Regions from separate parts of the Mus musculus genome. Here region 1 is linked to region 2. A link is a contact called in public promoter capture Hi-C data. All regions are on one chromosome and are shown on one strand. Each heading gives the region's core, a stretch centred on a gene start, on an enhancer-like site or on the middle of the called end of the contact. The rest is flanking DNA. Distances are from core to core; before and after follow the strand shown. Region 1 holds the start of Adgra2 (adhesion G protein-coupled receptor A2). Region 2 holds the start of Adrb3 (adrenergic receptor, beta 3).

Evidence for each region. Capture Hi-C pulls out chosen DNA fragments and counts their contacts.
Region 1: a promoter capture Hi-C map of pancreatic islet shows a contact between it and region 2. The contact joins the promoter of Adgra2 here to the promoter of Adrb3 in region 2. A contact is called at or near these places in 1 of 39 promoter capture datasets (embryonic stem cells), 1 of 484 Hi-C or Micro-C datasets (embryonic stem cells), 3 of 115 datasets of contacts at active chromatin or transcription factors (embryonic stem cells and extraembryonic endoderm stem cells) and 3 of 9 other capture datasets (adipose tissue, liver and pancreatic islet).

The regions. Positions count from the first base shown.
Region 1 is chr8:27,081,934-27,088,564 of GRCm38.p6, forward strand. Adgra2 (adhesion G protein-coupled receptor A2) reads left to right here and starts at 3,908. Exons shown (of 19, transcript NM_054044.2): 1 at 3,908-4,278. The coding sequence starts at 4,013. It overlaps Gm39151 (a long non-coding RNA gene), which reads right to left. Exons shown (of 3, transcript XR_870285.3): 3 at 4,336-6,617.
Region 2 is chr8:27,225,307-27,232,442 of GRCm38.p6, forward strand. Adrb3 (adrenergic receptor, beta 3) reads right to left here and starts at 4,282. Exons shown (of 4, transcript NM_013462.3): 1 at 3,803-4,282; 2 at 1,951-3,444; 3 at 1,420-1,487; 4 at 470-1,222. The coding sequence starts at 3,113. The coding sequence ends at 1,448. Gm45470 (a long non-coding RNA gene) reads left to right here and starts at 4,103. Exons shown (of 3, transcript XR_001778544.2): 1 at 4,103-7,136.

The DNA of each region.
Region 1 (6,631 bases), core at 2,658-5,157, 140 kb before region 2:
GAAGTTAGTTAAACCCCACCAATGTCCTTTACTGCTATGGCCAGAAGTGAGAGCGTGGGTGACACGTGCCTGTAAAACAAGCACTCAAGATATGGAGACCGGAAGATTTTGAGGTTCAAGGCCAGCCTCGGCTACAGAAGAGTATGAGTCTAGCTGAGGCCACAGATCAGGAACCTATCATAAAGGAAGAGGAGGAAGAAGAAAGAAAGGGAAGTAAACTAGTGTATGACGTGAACTCTCAAACATTTATGGACTTTGATTTACTAGAAGCAGGTGGGTTAACATCTCTGCTCTTAGTCGGCCACTCTACTCCATTATCTGTACATAATCCTAACTTTTGCTGAAAGGTCTATTAAGTATAGTTAGGGAGAATGGTATAACACAGCGGTAGAGCTTTGTAGAATGTATAGGGCCCTGGGTTCAACCCGTGTGTGTGTGTGTGTGTGTGTGTGTGTGTGTGTGTGTGTGAGAGAGAGAGAGAGAGAGAGAGAGAGAGAGAGAGATGCAGACAAAGTCTGTGGACAAAGTCTCTTGTCTCACAAACCATCTAAGCCTAAGTTGAACACAAATGACATTGGCATGATGCTGAGAAGAGAAGTACCACACGCATGCGTGCACACACACATATATTACATACAATTGAATGCATACACAGGCACACACACATATATATTACATACATTGAGTGCATATACAAGCATACACACATATTACATACATTGAATGCATACACACATATACAATGTTTATTTACATTTCTTGAGCTAGAAATTCAGATATCCTAGGCCAGTCAAGGCCAACTCGGGATTCCCCTGCCAATAACATATATGTACTTGGTCAGGCTCCTTAACTAGGTTGCCTGAGAATAGGAATGAAGTGTGAGTTGCCCTTCTATCTCAAAAAAGAAGCCTGGGGTGTGGCGGTCAAGGGGTAGAACGGAGTTGTGACTCAGTAGGTGCTTGCTTTCCTCACAAACATGAATCCTTGGGTACCATCTCTCACCAGCACTGCATAACTGGGCAAGGAAGCATACTCCTGTAGTCCTAGCACCTGGGAGGTATGGGTGGGAAGGCCAGGAGTTCAAAATCATCCTTAGCTATATACAGTGAGTTCCAGGATAGTCTGCCTGGCTTTGTGTGTCAACTTGGCACAAGTCAGAGTCATCAGAGACGTGGGAGCCTCGGTTGAGAGGATGCCTCCACGAGATCCAGCTGTAAGACATTTTCTCAATGAGTGATCAGCGAGGGAGGGCTCAGCCCATGGTGTGTGGGTGGTGCCATCCCTGGCCTGGTGGTCCTGGGTTCAGTAAGGCAGGCTGAGGAAGTCACGGGAAGCAAACCAGCAAGCAACAGCCCTCTGTGACCTCTGCATCAGCTCCTGCCTCCAGGTTCCAGCCCCGCTTGAGTTCCTGTGCTGACTTCCTCCAGTGATGGACAATGAACTGGAAGTGCAAGCCAAATAAACCCTTTGCTTCCCTTCTTGCATTTGGGTTATGGTGTTTCCTTGAAGTAACAGAAACCCTGACTAAGGCACAGGCCAACCTGGGTACCTGAGACCATGGTTGTGTTAAAAGACACAGTCACAGTAAGTCCTCCAAGTATCGGGAAATGTAAGTGAGTACCAGGTTGCAGCCTTTTAACACACAAAAACTGTACTCCCACACAAGTATAGGCAGGAGAATATGACTTTGGGGAAACGTGTTAAGCAGCTCTGTGGGGCACTTAGAAAGGATTTCAAAGGAAAATGACTGTCCCTGCACTTCAAAATTCAAGTTTCTTCCTCCCTAGATACAAAATGGAGGTGAACCCCACATTCTGGCCGATGCGCAGAAGTCAAAATGATGCCCATCCGAACAGGAGTGCTGTGTAAATGTCCCCATCAGGAAACTCAAGCCCACTACAGTGTACCTCCCCGCAACAGCCTGGCAATGTCATCTGTAACTTGTGAGCCTCAGAGGGTGCATGGGACAAGAGACTTTCTCCTGAGCCTTTTGTCTTTTAGCAAAAGGAAATCACAGGGAAGCTGTGACTCAGTCAGAGGCCCCTCAGCTCTTCCCGCTCTCTGGCCCTGGCAGTGCTCTGGTCTGTGCCTGGTCTCTCTGCCCATCACCGGCCCCTTTCCTGAGGAATGCAGCCTCCACCAGGCCTGCCTAAGGCTCCTGCTGGGAGTGTCCATTCCATTTCTCAGTTCCTCCATTTGCAACCACTATTTATTTATCTTTGGAAGCTCAAGGAAACAGAACCTGCAACAGGGACTGACCAGGGACTCTAATGAGGGAAGAAAGCTAAGAAGCTGGCGGCTGGGGCCATCAGGCCTGAGAGAGGCTACTTCCCTGGAAAGGAGATGGGAGATCTGGCTCACAGGCCACAGTGGCAGAAAAGGCACTGAGCACCTCAGTAGGACCAAGGTGGGGTTACTCTGTTGGCACAGGAGGGTCATGAGCAGGAGGGGTTCTGCCCCAATCCTGAAGTTCTCCCGCTACATAGCAATAAAGGTTCTACTGAGTGATTTAAAAAAAAAAAAAGTGATGGTTTCTGGGGAAACTGGGAGGCAGCATCCTGGGTCCTCTAACCCCAACCTTCTTTTCAGTTGGCACTGCAGCACCTCTAACACCCACAGGCATTAGCTGTTGGTCATTGTTACTGTTGCTTTTTTGAGGTCATGTCCATAGGCACTTTGACTCCCCAGTGGTCAAAAGCCAGATCCTACCTAGGACTGGCCCTTCTTCCTCCTTCTCTGGCCACGGTTTACAAGCAAGGCTCAATAGACTACACACCCCTAGGTGTTACATGCTGTGTCAAGTCAAACAGCTAATAAAAGACATGGAGGGGGGCTGAAACCTATACTGCGATACCCTGGCTGGTGGTAGAGTCTGCCCACACCCTAATATAGATCCCTGGGCCTTCTCTTATTTTCCCCTTACTCATTTACTGCCCTGCCCCAACACACACACACACACACACACACACACACACACACACACAGTGTTAACAGGAGGATAGCTTTGGCAGTGTCTGCCTTAACCTTTGACCTCTCCTTGGCCTAATGACATGCACCTCCCGCTGGGCAAGGTCAATGCTCACAGGGTAAGATCTATGGCCTCCTTGTCTCAGTCTTGTGCCCTCCTGCTGTGGCTTCAATCCAAGTCTGAGGGGTGGGAACAGGACTGTGAGAGTCAACTTATAGATCGGCTCATCGCGACAGGGGCCAAAGAGAAACCTTAGATCCTGAGCTAAGTTCAACCCCTTAACCCGGAGCACCAGACTTCCCAGGCCAAACCAGAACTTCAACGAAAGTCCTAGAAAGAGGGGTGTAGGCTGGATGAGAGAGCGTTTTTTTTTTGTGGAAAGTGATGGTTGCCTTACAAGTCTGAGCTGGGCGGTAGAGAGAGAAAGTCCTGGCTAGTAGAAAGAGTCGTGACAGGACAACAGTCTTGGTTCAGGGTAGGTGATGGGGTATAGGAGTGGGTGTCTGCTCAAGCTGTCTTCTAGGCTTGCACTTGAAGGAGGGCAGCCGCCTGGCAGGGTATCAGGCGGCGCTAGGGCCTCGCAGAGTGACGAGGCGGTGATGGAGGCGGGCGGGGGCTGGCGGCGGGAGCTGAGCGGCGCCTAGCTGCCCCCATCCATGGCACGGAGCTGCGGCAGCGGCGGCGGCAGCAACAGGAGCCCGGCACGATCCGCTAGGTCTCAGCCGCGCGCAGGGCGAGCCGGCCACGCGCAGGGACCAAGCTTCCGTCGGCTCGGAGCGCTGCGCTGAGACTCCGGCCGCGCCGCCGGGGGCCACCCGCGCTGCGCTGTCAGCGGCGCCCGCGTCCCTCCCGGCCCGGGTGCTCGCAAGCCATGCCCCCGGAGCGCAGCAGCGGGGACCCCGAGGCTTGCCTCCGCCCATGGCCCCCCGCCCCGCCCTCGGGCGCCCGGGACTCCCGCTGAGCACTCCTCCCGCACGCCCGGGTCCCTCCGGCCGGCGAGCCGTCCGGCCCCTGCGCTGTAGGTCCCCGCGGGGCGATGGGTTGATGGGCGCGGGGGGACGCAGGATGCCGGTGCCTCCCGCGCGTTTGCTGCTGCTGCCGCTGCTGCCTTGTCTTCTGCTCCTGGCTCCTGGAACTCGGGGTGCGCCTGGCTGCCCGGTCCCTATCCGCGGTTGCAAGTGCTCTGGGGAGCGGCCCAAGGGACTAAGTGGCGGCGCCCACAACCCGGCTCGAAGGAGGGTGGTGTGCGGCGGTGGGGATCTCCCCGAACCTCCAGATCCCGGCCTTCTGCCAAACGGCACCATCACCTTGTGAGTACCTTAGTTTGTGCCGGGTATGGTCAATTAGTGGGACTTAAGTGGGGGGGGGGGGGGGGGCGACGATCTTGCCACTTGAGAGCCTGGGGAAAGTCTGAGTCCAGGCGACAACCGGGAAACTCGAAGTTCTAGGATCAGAGAAACCCCGGTATGGCCCCAGAGCGAGAGGCATCGCGGAAGCCTGCTCACCTGCACAGGTGAAGTGCGTGTGGACGGTGGAGGGACCACTCCGTGTCCCTTGTCCCAGATTGGCTAGTGTTGCAGCCTTACGAGGCCCTGAGCTGGGTGAGAGTGGGATCGGTGTCAGGGACCCATTAGGTGGCTGTGGTCCTCACCACCTTTGAGGCTTCGGAGCCCGCATGACAGGGAGCCTGCTGGTTTCAGCTAGCTAGCCTGGTTCCTCTAACTGGGATAACCCAGTCTGCGGTGCCCCGCCCCGGGCCTGCTGAGCTCTGCTCCCAGCCCGGCTTCTTGGGCAGGGGAGCCTGAGACCGCTAAGCCTGTCCTTGGAATGCAGGCGCTTCTGATCTGACCCCGTGCCCCATCTCCTCTTGGGCTCTCTCCCATTGCGCATATAGTTTGGCTGTTTATCGATTAACTTAATTACTCAACGATTTGGTAGGAAAACCTGACTGAAGGGAGGCACGTGCCTCCCGGCCTCCTTCCATAGTTCTCCCTTCAAATCGGGGCCTGATTAAACCCTTGCTTTCCTGGCCCGCGAGCACCTATGCTCTTTAACCCGAGTCTTAAGTCCCGGCAACCGCACTCGGAGAGCTTCCCGCACCCCAGCGGTTTCCTGAGCTGACCATATGCTCCAAGTTCCACGCGACGTGGTTTAAGGGTCGTGCCCCGGCGGCGGCTCCTTGCTTTCCTGTTCAGGATCTAGCCTAAAAGCCGCTTCCCCTTCCCTGTCATCCTGACCCTGGAGAGAACCTTTTCTCCAAACCACCCCTCGCCCAGGGCTGGGGCTGGTTTCATGATTGTACCCAGAACAATACAGTAAGTCCTGTGGCGGGTTCAGAGGCAGCTGGCTTCCTGACAGGACACAACTGGTCAGCTTGTGATGTTGGCCGGCTGGCTTGCATTTTCTCCATCCAGCTGGGCTGTGTGCCTCGCAGTGGAGACTGGATCTCTTCTCTCTCCCACCTCGATGCAAGCTCTGGCTTGCAGCCCTAGTGGCTGCTAAGGCGGTTCACAGTAGGTCTGAGTGTCATGATGTTTAAGGGTGCTGAAAAACTTGGGCATTCCCCAGCTTACTTAGTTCTGGAGGAGGGAGGAAAAAAAAAAAGTGCTTTGCTGTGAGAAATAGCTGGCCAGCGTTTGTGACACACAGCTGCACCGTGATAGCTCGCTCGCTCGGCTGGGGGTGGAGGTGATTTGTGTATGGGCACATGTTCCAGAGGCTCAGCGAACTCACATGTGTGGGAGCTGTCTCTTGTGTGTCTGTTGGTGGGGATTAGGGAATCCTAACATGGTCAAGGCAGAAGGGAAGGGAGGGGGAAAAAATAGAAAAGTGGTTTTGCAGGACATCTTAGACTGATTTGGCCACTAATGCTTTCCAGCCACGGCTAATTCCCATCTACGCCACTCAGAGGAGCGGGACCAGTTCTTGGTGAGAACATATCGTGGCAAAGTAGCAGCAGACTTGGCTTAAGCCCTTCCTGCTCCAGCCTTAAGCCCTTCCCTAAGGAAGGGCTCCTCTCTCCTCTGGGCCATTCACCTAGCTGGCTTACAGTACCTTCCAAAGAGACTGGTCCCCAGCCTGGCAGGACCCTGGAAAGGACAAGGGAGCCCAGTCACCCACCAGTCTGGAGTGTAATGGAATCTGAATCTCCCTCCAGATGTTTTTCTCAATTTTCCACATTTATGATCCTGATGGGTCGCCACCCAGCAGTCTCTGAAGTTAAAAAAAAAAAAATCAAACTAGGATCTCAGTGGAAGGTAGGAAGGGGACTCAGTCCAAGCACACTGTCATAGCTCATCTTGAAATGAGACAGGAAGGCTGGAAAGGGGCTGCTGCTTCCAAGGAAGAGCATGGAACCCCCTTACTTTTTAAAAATCATATTTATTGATATTTTATATGTTTGGGTGGTGTTGCCTGCATGTATGTCTGTGTGAGGGTGGCCGGTCTTGGCGCTATAGACAGTTGTTAGCGGCCGTGTGGTTGCTCAAGTCCTCTGGAAGAGCAGTCAGTGCTCTTAACCCACAGAGCCATCTCTCCAGGACTGGGAGCCCCCTTATAAGTGGGGAGTTTTGCTAGGTGTGGGGTTGGTGCTTGTAATCCTGGGGGAGGACATTGAGTTCCAAGCCATTCTGGGCTACACAGGGAGATCCTGTCTCAAACAAA
Region 2 (7,136 bases), core at 3,032-5,531:
TGTTGTATACACACATCTATTAATATAACACAAGACATATTGTCCCTTCTCAAACCAGTGCCCTGAACCTTTAGATACACAGGCACACAAAACTGAAGCAAAGTGTTTGCTGATGTCAATGAGACCTTATTAAGCCACTCTAGTTTGTGGTATTAGACATTCTTGAGCCTGGACACAGCAGGCCCCATCCTCCACCCATGAAGACAGATATGTAATGCAGGACCACGCTCCTTCTTGCAACCAGATCTCAAAAGTTTCAGAAAAGGTGGGGAGGAAGGCGAGGCAAAGACTCGACTGCCTCACTTACACAGACAGACTTTCTGGTTGTGTCTGATGAGGATTAGGAAGAAAGAGGCAAGGATTACTCCTAATTTACTGCCCCTGTCAAAACGCAGCTCGGAGCAAGGAAGCCAGCAAGCAGGCCACGAAAAGAAAACAAACCCAGAGAAAAGGCGAGCAGGGGACAAACCACATTCAATAATATTTATTAATTTGATTTTAAGTGGAAAAAGGACCCATTCCAATAGTTTGACTTCTTCCTATGAACCCTGGAATTTCCCCCCCAAACCTTGAAGTCCTAACTGTGAGGTAGATTAGAGCTGTTTTGTGCCTATTGTGAGAGATGGTCCAAGATGGTGCTTAGAGAGCCATAGTGAGGAGACAGGGATGAAACCTCAAACTTTTTTTTTTTCCTGGATTCCTGCTCTCAAACTAACCAGAGACACAGAGCCTGGAGACAGAGTGATTTGTGGAGGAACATGTCGATCATCAGGGTTAGGAAAGCAGTAGGAAGAAAGGGAGGGAGGGGTGCTCTCTTTTCCCTAAGCATACAGCACAAACATAGGCAGGGACTGGCAGGCCTCCAAGGCCATAGGGCTCCTCCCAGGGCCGTCAAGCACAGGTGGCCTGCCGTCCCAGCTGCTGAGGTAGTAGTGAAGTTCAAGGTGGGTCTTAGACAACTTCTCTCGGAAAGAGAGAGAGGACGGTGAAACCCATTTGGTAAGATTTCCCTTACACCTCGTGGTCTAGTCATCGGTTCTGGAGCGTTGGAGAGTTGAGGTTCCAGGGGACTCACTCTGAGTAGAAATCAAAGGCATTATAAAAATGTTGCATCCATAGCCGTTGCTTGTCTTTCTGGAGGAAAAAAAAAATCCCCAGAAGTCCTGCAAAAACGGAAACAATATTTCTTGGGGCAACCAGTCAAGAAGATGGGGATCAAGCACTGGAAGGAAGAGGGAAGTGATTCAGGAACCCTGAAAAGCATATTCACTTTTCAAAGATATAGGGACCATTCCCGCATCCCTCTACTCCACCCCCAAATCCCATAGGGTCCATCCTGCACCCTCCCTCCCCCCCAAGTCCCACCCTATAGTTCTAATCCAGTCCCTGAGGGAGGAAAGCAACTCCAAGCCAACTCACAGCTTCCTTGCTGGATCTTCACGGCCCTTCACGTGGGAAACGGACGCGCACCTTCATAGCCATCAAACCTTTGAGAGAGAGCGGGACTGAGGCCGAGGACTAGGGAAGTCCATTGCTGTCTATGGATATCCCAGACAGGTATAGAGATGCCTGGGTTCCCGAAGAAGGGAACTAAAAAAACAAAACAAACAAACAAACAAACAAAAACAAACAAACCCCAAACTAGAGGCGACCAGAGAGGTCAGAAACCTGCCGGAAGAGCAGCAACTGCCTGTGGGGGTCACCTGGTCCTAAGGTGCGCAATTATCCCCTTCCTCCCTTTTGCTTCAGACCCAGGGATTGGATCCAAGAAGAGAAAGGGCCCGTTTTAGTTCCTACCTCTTTTCTGTCCTCTCAAGACAAAGGCCACCCCCCACCCACACACACACCGCACCCCCATCTACATCTTCCCCTCCCCCAATCTCCAAACTCAAAAATAGAGACAGAGACGTCCCCACCCAGAGACTCCGGTCCCCCGCTCGTGTCCCCTACCTGTTGAGCGGTGGACTCTGCCTGGCTTCAACAGGGCTGGCTGGGAAGGTGACTGCGCGTGGCTCCTCCGGTCCACGGCCACCGTAGCTACACAGAAGACGACGGAAGGCGTCGCGAAAGTCCGGGCTGCGGCAGTAGATGACCGGGTTGAAGGCGGAGTTGGCATAGCCCAGCCAGTTCAGGGCGATGAAAACTCCGCTGGGAACTAGAGAGGGCCCCGCGAGTGCGCGCAGCACGTTGGCCAGGAAGAAGGGCAGCCAGCACAGAGAGAAGATGCCCATAATGAGACCTAAGGTGCGCAGGGCGCGGTGTTCCCGGAGTGGCAGGAGGCGCGCAGGCCGCCGGCCGCAGGGGGGCACTCCATCCGGTGCCGCGGGTGTCCCGCCTGTGGCAGGGGACGGAGAGCGCGACGGAGACGGCGGAGACTCCTCGGGCGAGAAGCGGCCCAGTTCCCGGCGCAGCAAATGCCGTTGGCGCTTAGCCACAACGAACACTCGAGCATAGACGAAGAGCATCACAAGGAGGGGAAGGTAGAAGGAGACGGAGGAGGAGAGCAGCGCATAGGGCATGTTGGAGGCAAAGGAACAGCAGCGCGGATTGGAGTGGCATTCCTGTGCCTCGGCATCTGCCCCTACACGCCACCACTGGCTCATGATGGGCGCAAAGGACACGGCAGCGGACACGATCCACACCAGGACAACTGCCGCGCGGGCGCGGCGCTTGGTAACCAGCGTGCCGTAACGCAAAGGGTTGGTGACAGCTAGGTAGCGGTCCACAGCCAGGGCGCACAAGGTCTCGATGCTAGCAGTTACACAGAGCACGTCCACTGACGTCCACAGTTCGCAACCAGTTTCGCCCAAGGGCCAATGGCCAGTCAGCGCCAATGTGGCCCCTGGTGGCATTACGAGGAGTCCCACTACCAAGTCAGCTGCGGCCAGTGAAGTCACGAACACGTTGGTTATGGTCTGTAGTCTCGGCGTGCGGGCGATGGCTATGATTACCAGCAGGTTGCCTCCCACCGTGGCCAGCGCCAGCAATGCCCCAGCCAATGCCGCTGCCCATGGTACTCCTGGCAACCCACTGGTGTTGGCTGCACTGGGGTCCAGGGTAGGGGCGTCCGACCACAAAGCCAGAGAGCCGTTTCTGTGAGGCCACGGAGCCATCTCGTGTGGCGCCTGGGGTGGGAAGGTTCCCCCTCCTCCCCAGACCCGCTGGCTTAGGGAAGGGGACAGTAGGGCTTGGGAGCGACTCTTCCAGCCTGGGCCATCTTCCCTAATTGCTGGGGTAAGTCTGTCAGCTTCCCTCCATCTCACCCCCCATGTACACCCTAGTTGCCGGGAGGAGTGGCTGCTTTTAAAGGAACAGCGTCCAATAGTCACAAGAGAGGCCTCTGGTGGGAATTGGAGGGTGGAGAGGGGCGTCCTGTCTTGACACTCCCTCAGCACCGGTTTCCTGGAGCTCAGCAGCTCCTTCCTGGCAGAACCTGAGGCAACCCTGCAAAGAAGAGAAACCCCCGCACCCTATCCTTTACCCAACAAGGAAGGCAACCATCCAGAAACAAACCAAAACAAAACCGAACAACCCAAACCATCCAAGATAGCCCCTCTTCTGCTTGGATGCTCTCCCTAAGGTATCTTATTGTTTGAGATAGTCTTTCTATATGTTGCCCAGATTGGTCTGGACCTCCAGATCCTTCTGCCTCAACCTCCCCAGTGCTGGGATTACAGATCTGTGCGCCACTATTCCCAACTCTAAGACTCTTTTTGTGAAGCCACCAACCAGAGGTGGCTGGCATCCTTTTCTCTCCCAGCTGATGAGATCCGTCCCCTTCCCTTTCCTCAATTTCGCTCACCCTCTGTCCCTGTCTGCTGTTTCAGTTCTTCTTCTTTTCAGTTACTGGAGACACCCGCTTGTTTCAGGAGTCACTCTAGTTTGACATGGCATCGTGTAGCTTGGGATGCTGAGGGCTTCTGGTTTCCATCTTCCTCCTGCACTGCCCAGTCCACACACCTTTCTCCTAGAAAATTTCTAGAAAAGTCCCTTCAAATTCTGAAGTGATAGACACATTAAAATGAGAGGATGGAGTTTTGGAGAGGGAGGGGTGTATCTCGGTGGTAGAGTGCATACTTAACATGCTTGAGGTCCAGCACAGAAAGAGAGAGAGAGAGACAGAGACAGAGAGAGACAGAGAGAGAAAGGATGCATTTGAGGCTGTCTAGCACAGTGGTTCTCAACCCGTGGCTTGCAGTCCCCACCGTGTTCACATATCAGATAGATATCCTGCATATCAGATATTTACATCACGAGTCAGAATAATAGTAAAATTACAATTATGGAGTAGCAACTAAAATAATGTTATGATTGGGGTCACTGCAACATGAGGCACTGTATTAAAGGGTCGCAGCCTGAGGAAGGGTGAGGACCACAGGTCTATCGCCACACTCAGTTATCCAAAGCTAATGTTTGTCACCTTCCCCATGGTAAAGAGTTCTCATCCACTTGCTGGAGATTTCTTCATAAGAAACTAGAGTCGAGGGAGTCATGTGTCTGCATGTGAACGTGTGGGTGCATCAGGTGTCTCCCTCTACTATTTTCCAGTTTATTACCTTGAGACAGGGTCTCTCACAGGGCCAGAAAGCTTTTGCGTTGGCTAGGACGGTGGAGTCTGGGCTTTTGAGATTCGCCTGCCTCTGCTTCCCAAGGCTGGCATCGTGGGTGTGTGCGGCCACATCCACCTCTTCACTTCGGTGCTGGGGATTTGAACTCAGTGCCCCTGGCTTGCAGAACAAACACTCTTACTTACTGTGCCATCTCCCGGGGCCCTCGTACTGCATATCTGGAGTGCATAAAAGGATAAGCCTGGTATTTTAATGCCTCTGAAGTTTCTTATACAGTAAGATCAGCGCCTCTGAGCCCCCTCCCTTCACCCAGACTTATAGGACCTGACCCTGTCATCCAATCTCCCAGTCAAAATTTTTCCAAATTGGATGTGGGCATGAAAGGCTTAGAAATAAGCCTCTGGGAGTTAGGGAAATGGCTAAATGAGTGAAGTGCTTGCCTTGCAAGCAGAAGGACCTGAGTTTGATGATTCCTGGGATGCGAATAAAGAAGCCTGAAGTGATGGCCTTCACATGTAATACCAGGGTTAGGGACGCCTGTCAAGACTGCTCCATGAGTTGTCTCATTTCCACCCCGAAACAATGGGGCAAAAGAGAGAAAAAAACAAATATAGTGGAAAATGCCTCCAGGGTACCCCCCTGGCATGTTCTTTTGAGTAGCTCAATATTTTAAAAGTGTCCTCTATAGCCACTGGTCCAGGCAATCCCCACGGGAGGCTGAACCAGGGGTTGGGAGTCAGAAAGGTTGGAAGGGGAAGAGAGAACCTAAAATTATCCCTGAGGAAAAAGGGCCAGCTGGGCTCCCAGGGACTCAGCAGCTCACTCACCCATGAGCAGGACTGTCAGGGGCTCTCAAGCAAAGGTTTTCCCTGTCCCATGGATGCAGCCGTCAGAGCTCCCTTCTGCTGCCCCTGCCCCTGCTCCTGTCCCAGCCATGCCAGGGTGGTGTGAAGGCTGCCTTTGGCTGTGGCTTCTTGCTGGTCATCAGGGTGATTGCACCCAAGTCAGGGTTTTGCAACACCCCAGAGCGCTGCCAGTTATCGCAAAGGGGTGTCATAAGATTCTCAGCAAGCAATCTCTAAAACAAATACATGCCATTTGGCTCTTCCCCCCACCCCACCCCCCTACCCCCAGGACATCAGAATAGGTTGGGGAAAGATATCTCCCCCAAGACATACTCAAGGGCCATCTCTGCTTTAGTCAAGGACCAAGCCCTGTTACTTGAAGAAAATGTGCAAAAATGTTTATAGTTTTGAAAAAGAGCAAGAGTCCCCAGTTGTAAGAACATACCGGTGTGTGGCAAATGATTAGTCCTGTAACCAAATATTGTGAGAATTAATGTGCTAGACCCCTGTTCCCAAATGTGCCTCCCCCATTCCTGGGAGGCAGCAGAGCCATGCCCAAGTACTCTGCCTCCTTCCTCGCCGCTCCTATTGTTTTGCTGTTTCGGTCTTTGAGATTATTCTCTCTCTCTCTCTCTCTCTCTCTCTCTCTCTCTCTCTCTCTCTCTCTCGTAATTTTATTGTAAGTTTTTAACAAACAATGTAGTCATCTTGTTCAACCATCACAATATAGAAAATGTAGATAACAGAAAGTGACTTCCATCCCGAGGTTCAATTCCTCAACAAGTAACTGCTATCGGATCTTATTAATCTTTCCAATAACATTTTATTGAGAGATAACTCAGGATGTAAAAGCATACTCTTTTTGCCTTTGTTTTCCACATGACTGTATCTCAGCCTGTGCTTTTAAGTTTTAACATAACTATATGACCTTAACTTATGACCCTTCTAGATGAACACACAAAAGATACCCATTTTTAGTATGAATGGACATAAAACTAGTCATCTACAAGTGGACACCTGATTTCCTGTCTTTATCCATAGATGATGTTGCAGTGTATAATTAATACCCTAGTCCTTTCATTCTTTTGCAGATGTATTTGTTTCTATGAACAGAATTGTTATAAATAAGGCATACATACACTTGTACGTTTAGAAGTCATTGCTCCATTTTTCTCCCCAGACAATATGTCTGTTTCCAACCTCACTATCACTTTTGGTGGCCAGCTGGGGGTTGCAAGCCAGTGGCCTGATGCCTCTGGGAAGCCATCCTAATGGCTAGGCCTCCGGGAATTAGCATTGCCTGTTCTGTAGAGGTCGTCCAACTCTGGATAGACACATACATTGCCCAGAGAGAGCGTTGCTCAGGCCCAGTCCCCCATGACCTTTGTTTTATGCCCTTGGAGGCAATCATAGTGAGTGTGGGCCCCTAAGATGCTGATGGTGGACCCCCAAGTTAGAAGCCCCAAGGATGTGTCTGGAAGAATAGCAATCTGTGGTGAGCAGAGGCAGCAGCCACTTGGTGGACAGAAGTTCTTAAAGTAGGAAGTTTTGTCCTGGAGAGAAGGCAGAAGCTGTGGTTCCATGGACATTGACACGGGGTGCTTGTATATGTATTTACACGACACGGCAGTAAGAAACCCACGAAGGCTTATGTGACTGTGGCCCGGTACCTTGTCTAAGACCACGTATGTTAAAGGTGAGTGTGTATAGTACATATATGTGT